Linked DNA regions of Sus scrofa: region 2 is linked to region 1. The links are chromatin contacts, called in public HiChIP or PLAC-seq maps. All regions are on one chromosome and are shown on one strand. Each heading gives the region's core, a stretch centred on a gene start, on an enhancer-like site or on the middle of the called end of the contact. The rest is flanking DNA. Distances are from core to core; before and after follow the strand shown.

Region 1 (3,030 bases), core at 240-2,739:
CCCCCGCCCCCGGCCCCCGCCAGTGTCTTGTTAACCCTCTGACCCCTGGGTCACTAGGCTCCAGCCACACCGGCTGCTGCTTTGTTTCTCAAACTGAAGCTCTTACTCCCCCAGGGCTTTTGCACAAGCTGTTCCCTCTACTGGGCAAGCTTGTCCTGCATCTTCCTTTATAAGCCCTTTCTCACCTTGCGGAGTATTTGTTTGCTCTCCAAGTGTCTCTCCAGCTAGACCGTCAGCTCCCGAGGGCAGAACTCGCCCGAGCTTCACCTGCGCAGGCTCAGAGCCCGGCACCACTGATGGACGGGGTGCTGGGGGCCAAGGGAGAACTCCGACCCCAGCTCTGGGGGGCTTCCTTTGACCGTGAGTTTGCTCAAGTCCTGCAGGCCTTGGCCTGGGCCTCAGTTTTCTCTCCTGTAAGATAAGATGAAGGTTCCCCTTCCCGGGGTGCCGTGGGGGACCCTGGGCGGGCACTGACAATGAGAAGCAGTCAGCTGTGAGCCTTGCAAAGCAGACTGACACGGACGTCCCCTTTGACGCACTTTGCTCAGGAATTAGAAACGTGTGGAGAAATGGGTTCCGCAGCCCCACTGTGCGCCTGGGTCTCTGACGGCCTGGCCTGAGCCCTGCAGTTTTTAACTCTCCACGTTCTTCAAACCTCAGACTTGTGTCTTGGTCATCAATCAACCCTTAATAGTAATGATGATGCTAGAGCCGACCTGGCCCATGCTGGTCGCGCTCCTCTGAAAGCAAACTGAATGATGCCCTCCCCAGAAACCTCAGGAGACAGTCCTGCGCAGGAGCCAGGAGGGGGACCACTGCCTGCGCCCCAGGGTTGAGGGGGTGCCACTGCTTGCAGGAGGGCTGTGGTCCATGGCCAGGGAACAGAGGCTGGGCAGGCCGTGTGGAAAGGGCTGGGGCCCCAGCTCCCAGTGGGGTGGTGGTGGCTGGCAGCACTGCCCTGGAATTCGACAGGCCTTCAGAGGGCCCGTCCTGGGGGAACAGCCTGGGAGAGCTTGTGCTCTGGGCTCTGACTCCTGGGGTCTCTGCACCCAAGCTGCTCAGCTCTGCGGGGCTCCAAAGACAGGGCTAACTTGTGACTGGGAGAGGACAAGAGAAGAAAACGTGGGTTCCCAACCCCCAGAGATCCCCCCCCCCCAGCTAGCATCTAGGGACGCAATTTTGATGAGAAATATGTTATTTTCACTTTCTTAGGTCGGGAGAAAATGCGCTCTGCTGCACATTCTTCCAGCAGGCTGTTCTCATTATTACCAGCTTAATACGGGTTTTGCTTAGTCAAGGAAAATCCCTGTGGTTCCCTGACATGTTTCAGAGCCACGACTTTGAGTAAATAAGACCTCACGGCCAGACTCCTGCAGGCGTTCTGTCCCCGGAGTCAGGGGCTGGGAGACTCCCCCCCCTCCCCCGCCCCGGAAGAGTGGAGGCGCCTCTAGACATGAGCCCAGCTCCGTGCCTCGGCTCCAAGGAGGTGCCTGGTCCCCAGTGCCCGCCCATTGGGCGTCCGGTTGCGGCTGCTGGTGGAGATGCTCTGGCTCAGCCGCCTCTGGTCTCCGGAGCCTCCCGCGCCCGGGCCGGCATTCTGCGCGGGACTTGCGCAGCGACCCAGAGGCTGCGGTGCACCGGAAGCTCCGCGATTCCCTCCGGAGCCGTGCTGGCTCCCTGGGGCCGGGGTCGGGGGGTCGGGGGGGGGGGGTGTGCGGGAAGGCCGGCCGGGAGCCCTCACGAGGCCCCGCCTGGGCCTCGGGGAAACGGGAAACGTGGCTTAAGTAACTGTTAACCAGCTGCCTGAGGCCAAAAGCTGAGGTTACAATTCAAATGCAGAGGGTGGCAAGTCTGAGGCTTCTGACCACCTCCCCCCCACCCCCGCCCCTCCCCCGAGGGCTTGCCTGCCAGCTCCTGCCCCAACCCAGCCAGGTCCCAGGTGACCTCACTGGGCTGGCGTCTCTTGCATCAGGTGATCACATGAGCTCTCACGCTTTGTTTTCTGGTTTCTGTTTTCCAAGCTCTTAACAGCTCTGCTTTACTATGAGCTGGTTTCGTCTGAAGCAGACAGACCCAGTTCCCAAAGGAGTTCTGAGGAAGAGTTTTCACTCCCCCAGCTTGAGAAAAAGGCAGGCGCCCTCCTTCCCTCCGTGGACCGATTCCTCGGTCATCAGCAGCTGATCCGCGCGGGCGCGTGGGGCCTCCTGGCGGCCCTGGAAGAGGAAAGTCGGGCCCCGGGGCTGCTGCCACTCGCCTCTGTTCTCTGCCCCGGTTCCCCACCCCCCCCTTTCTGGAAGGTCTGAGTGCCCGGGGTCCCCTGCTTTGGCCTCTCGTGGACCCCCCCCCCCGCCCCCCGGGGCTGAGCGCCCGCCCTGGAGCAGGTACCTGGCCTCGCCAGTCCAGCCCAGCTCGACCTTCATTGACCTTGAGCGAATTTCTCAGGGTTCAGCCCTAGTTGCCCTCCTGTTGGTGTGACTGTGGTGTGACACAGCGCCTGAGGACAGGAGCCCTTGTGCAGAAGAGCCGATCTCGCCCTGACAGGAGCGGCCTGGGTCAGGTCTACCCGCCGGCAGGGCCTCTCAGCACACTCGGACCCTGGACCCGCATCTCGGTACCCCGTGCCCCGAACTTCCTCTGAGGCCTGGAGCTCTGGGCGGCTCACACCCTGGACCCAGAGGTGGCTCCACAGCTCTGTTCCCACCCTCGCCGTGCGCTCTGGCCTTGCTCCTTGTGGCTTCCTCAGGGCGTCGTCGCTTCATCGTCCTGCCATCTCCACCCTTGTCCCGGTGCACCTGAGTCACACCGTGTCCTAGGGTGTCCTAGACCCCACCCACCCACCCCCCCGTTTTCCCCACTGTGTCCCGTCCCTCCTGCCCTTCGTCCCCACGACTCCGACCTTGGGTCGCCCGTTACCCTCGCCCACGGGAGCAGCTGTGATGGCTCCTCCTGCCTCCCTGGCTGTCTTGGGAGCACATCTCTAACAGCCCTTTGAAACCTTGGCTGCACGTCGCCCAGGGGGAGCCTTAAAAA
Region 2 (3,051 bases), core at 426-2,925, 140 kb after region 1:
GGAAGCAAGCCCCCTCACGTCCCTCCCCCGGGGGACTACAAGGTGATTCCTGGAAGGTTAACTAACATTCCTAAGAATCTGAAATTTGATGCCCTTTTCACCAAACCACGTTTGTTATTTACTCTCCTCAGAAGGAAAGCCCGCCAGCGAGATAGTTACCAGCACAGAGAGAGAGAATGATTCGCATTCTACTGTCACTTGTTGTGTCCTCAAGCCCCAGAGCTTGGGAGGTCAGTGACATGCTGACCCAGCAGGAAAATCCTAGCATTTTTGTAATTTGAGATATTTTACTATAATGTAATAAAAGAGCAAGAGCTAGTCAAGCTTTTTTTTTCTTTGTATTTCAAGCTTCCTGCATGAAATCTAACTGCTAAATTCTCTTAGGATTGAGTTTCCCAAATGTTCTTTCTCTGTCCAGGGAGGTTCAGGGCCAGAGGTCCCTGGCGGTCAGGAGTGGGGCTCCTAGGGCTGCGGGATTCCTACGTCGTGGCTCTGGCCCGATCCCAAAGCTGCCACTTGTCACTTTGGTTCTCCTAGCTGACACCAGGCCCTGAGGCCCCACGGAGAGCCAGTCCACTGTTTCTTCCTTGGCCAGGTCCTGGAAGGCCAGCTCCATGTCTGGCCTTTGGAGACAGATCAGGGGATGGTAAGAGTTAGAAGCTAACATTTACAGCTGACCCTTGAGCAACACAGGTTTGAATGGTGTGGGTGGATTTTTTTTTCAATAGTGAACAGGATGGCACTACACGACCCCACTTAGTTGAGTCTGTGGATTAAAAAAACCCAGTGGCTCAAGCGGGCCAGTGGCAAGGTTATAGGTTGGCGGGACAGCACCCCAACCCCTGAGTCATTCAAGGGTCCGCTGTGCCATGGGCCTTATATAATCTTCTCACAGACTCCTTAAGGGTCCCTGTCATCATCAAGCTCTATGAAAAGTAGCTCTGTCACCTCGAGAGGACCGAGATGAATCTTCCAAATGCTTAGGTATTTCTTAATTTTGAGCTTTAGCCCCTCCTCTGCCAAAAGTGCAGATACGTGTGAGCCATGGATCACAAAGTACGAAGGCAGCGGTTCCCAGGCCGGCTGCTCTGGGGAGTGGGAGTGATGGAATTTGTCTCAGGTGCTGCCTGGGCCCAGGGACTTTCTGAGCACCCCCAGTGACCCTGCTGAGCTCCATTTTGGGAGGCAGCTGGTGCCGAGGAAGTGCTGGCAGGGTCCGCTGGCCCTGGGCCCCTGGTGCACCCAGCGCAGGCCGGGGCTGTGCGCCTGGGGCGTGAGGCTGTGGAGTTACAGTGACTCGAGGCCCTCACCCTCGCTGCCCATTGGGGTCCCCGGTGGGCATAACAGGACCAATGGAACTGGAATCCCGGGGCTTCCCCACGTGGGAAGCCAGAGTCGAACCCCTTCCCTGAAGGTCACTTCAGTTGTGCTGGCCTCTGCGTCTACACCATGCTCCCAGGTCAGGGCAGAGTCAGAGAGACCTGTGAAAGAGTCGCGAGGCAGGACCAGAAGCAGCCCAGGCTTTATGCCTGGACGTGGCCGCTAGGAGCCTCGGCTGCCTTGTCACAGAAGCCAGCTCATCCTGAAAATCTGAGCCTTGATGAAGCCCCAGACAGTTTCATTTTCTAAGAAGCCAGCTAGAACATTCCGTTTCCGGCCCCAGAGGGAGAGCTGCTCGCTGGAACTTGGTCTGTTCTGCATTTCTCTCTTGTGATGAGCACATTACACCCTGACCTGCTTACTTCCTTGCTGGGGCCGTAGAACCTTTCTGAATAGAAACCCTTGCCTCTGTCACCCGTCACACCAGCAATAGCAGGGACACATCTTTTGGTACTATTGCAGACACACGCAGACAGCATTTTTACATGTAAGTCTATTTTTGTAACTTTTCTGAGCACTGAACTTTGTAAGGTATATTTTTAGGAAAACTCATTTTTCTACAAAAGCAAACAGTTTAGAAAGACTGCAAGAGAATGAAAATTTGAACCTGAAATTTTTGTTGAAAGGGATTTAAGTGAAGCAGACATCTCTCTCAGAAAGGCACACCGCTTTCGCAGAGCCAGGCCAGATCACAGTCCTGATGAAGGGAGCTGTTTTTACATGTCTTCAAGAAGGAACAAGCACACCTGGCTTCGTCTTGATCTGCGGCAGGTCCTGTTGACTCTGGGGCAGTTCAGTGGGAAAGAATTATTGTCTGTTACCGCTAATAGACAAATTCAGCTTATTCGAGAAAAACAGTAACAGCTCTTTGTTGGTTTATGTGTGCCAGTCTGACCTTGATGCACGTTGTTTCATGTGTGTATGGGCAGTGGATATGCACTTAGGATACGGCCTAGAAATACCCGCAGAGCCTCCCTGTAATGTTTACCACATTTGACCAATGCCACCGATGGGCTTCCAGCCCTTGAGATGGGGTTCTCAGCTGCGCCGTACGGTAGAGTTGGGGTGGGGTAGCTTTTGAAGATCTTGAGGCCCAGCCATGTCTCACTCAGGCCGATGAAACCTAGGATTTATACTTTGTTAATCTCCTAAAGTCATTCTGATGTAGAGTCCCGGCCAAGAGCCACGGGACTGGGAATTAGCCACAGATGTGTGGATGTGCAGATTCTGCAGATGTGGGCACCGCAGGACTGAGGACCTAAACCAAGCACAGAGCACCAGGGTCCATCGCCGAGGGTCTGGGACTTCTGGGGGAGGGTCCGCAGTAGGTGCCCAAGCCCTGGCAGGGGGGGGAACGGAAGGAAAGGAAGTCCATGTCCTCTTAAAGCTGGACTGGCAGTGAGCATGCTGGCTGCTGGCGCCCTGCCTCTAACCACTGTGCAGCCTTTACTGGCCGGGGAGAAAGCCGACTTAGCAGCGGATCACAAAGGGAGATGGTGAATAGCGGGACGATTGCGAGAGTGCTTGGATGGCATGTATACAAGCAAGAGTCCGGCAAGAGGATTCCTGCTTTAGGAAACACGTTTTCTATGTATTTTTATAAACTGCGTCAGGGATGAAAACTGAAGCAGTCCTGTCCATTGCTCTTCCACGTGTCAGTGCACAGTACCC

Evidence for each region. HiChIP or PLAC-seq counts read pairs in DNA pulled down with a chosen protein or histone mark.
Region 2: an H3K27ac HiChIP or PLAC-seq map of skeletal muscle shows a contact between it and region 1. The contact joins two enhancer-like sites. A contact is called at or near these places in 2 of 2 datasets of contacts at active chromatin or transcription factors (alveolar macrophages and skeletal muscle).

What each region holds. Positions count from the first base shown.
Region 1 is chr9:139,334,737-139,337,766 of Sscrofa11.1, forward strand. The region is part of intron 1 of EGFR (epidermal growth factor receptor); the gene reads left to right. Among named protein-coding and RNA genes, the nearest start is that of EGFR, 34 kb to the left of the region's middle. Within about 2 kb of position 1,490, at least 53 of the 83 cell types and tissues checked have an H3K27ac peak or open chromatin away from gene starts, as enhancers often do. A contact at or near this core is called in skeletal muscle, where this site is marked.
Region 2 is chr9:139,475,271-139,478,321 of Sscrofa11.1, forward strand. No RefSeq gene overlaps it. Among named protein-coding and RNA genes, the nearest start is that of EGFR, 170 kb to the left of the region's middle. Within about 2 kb of position 1,676, at least 16 of the 83 cell types and tissues checked have an H3K27ac peak or open chromatin away from gene starts, as enhancers often do. A contact at or near this core is called in skeletal muscle, where this site is marked.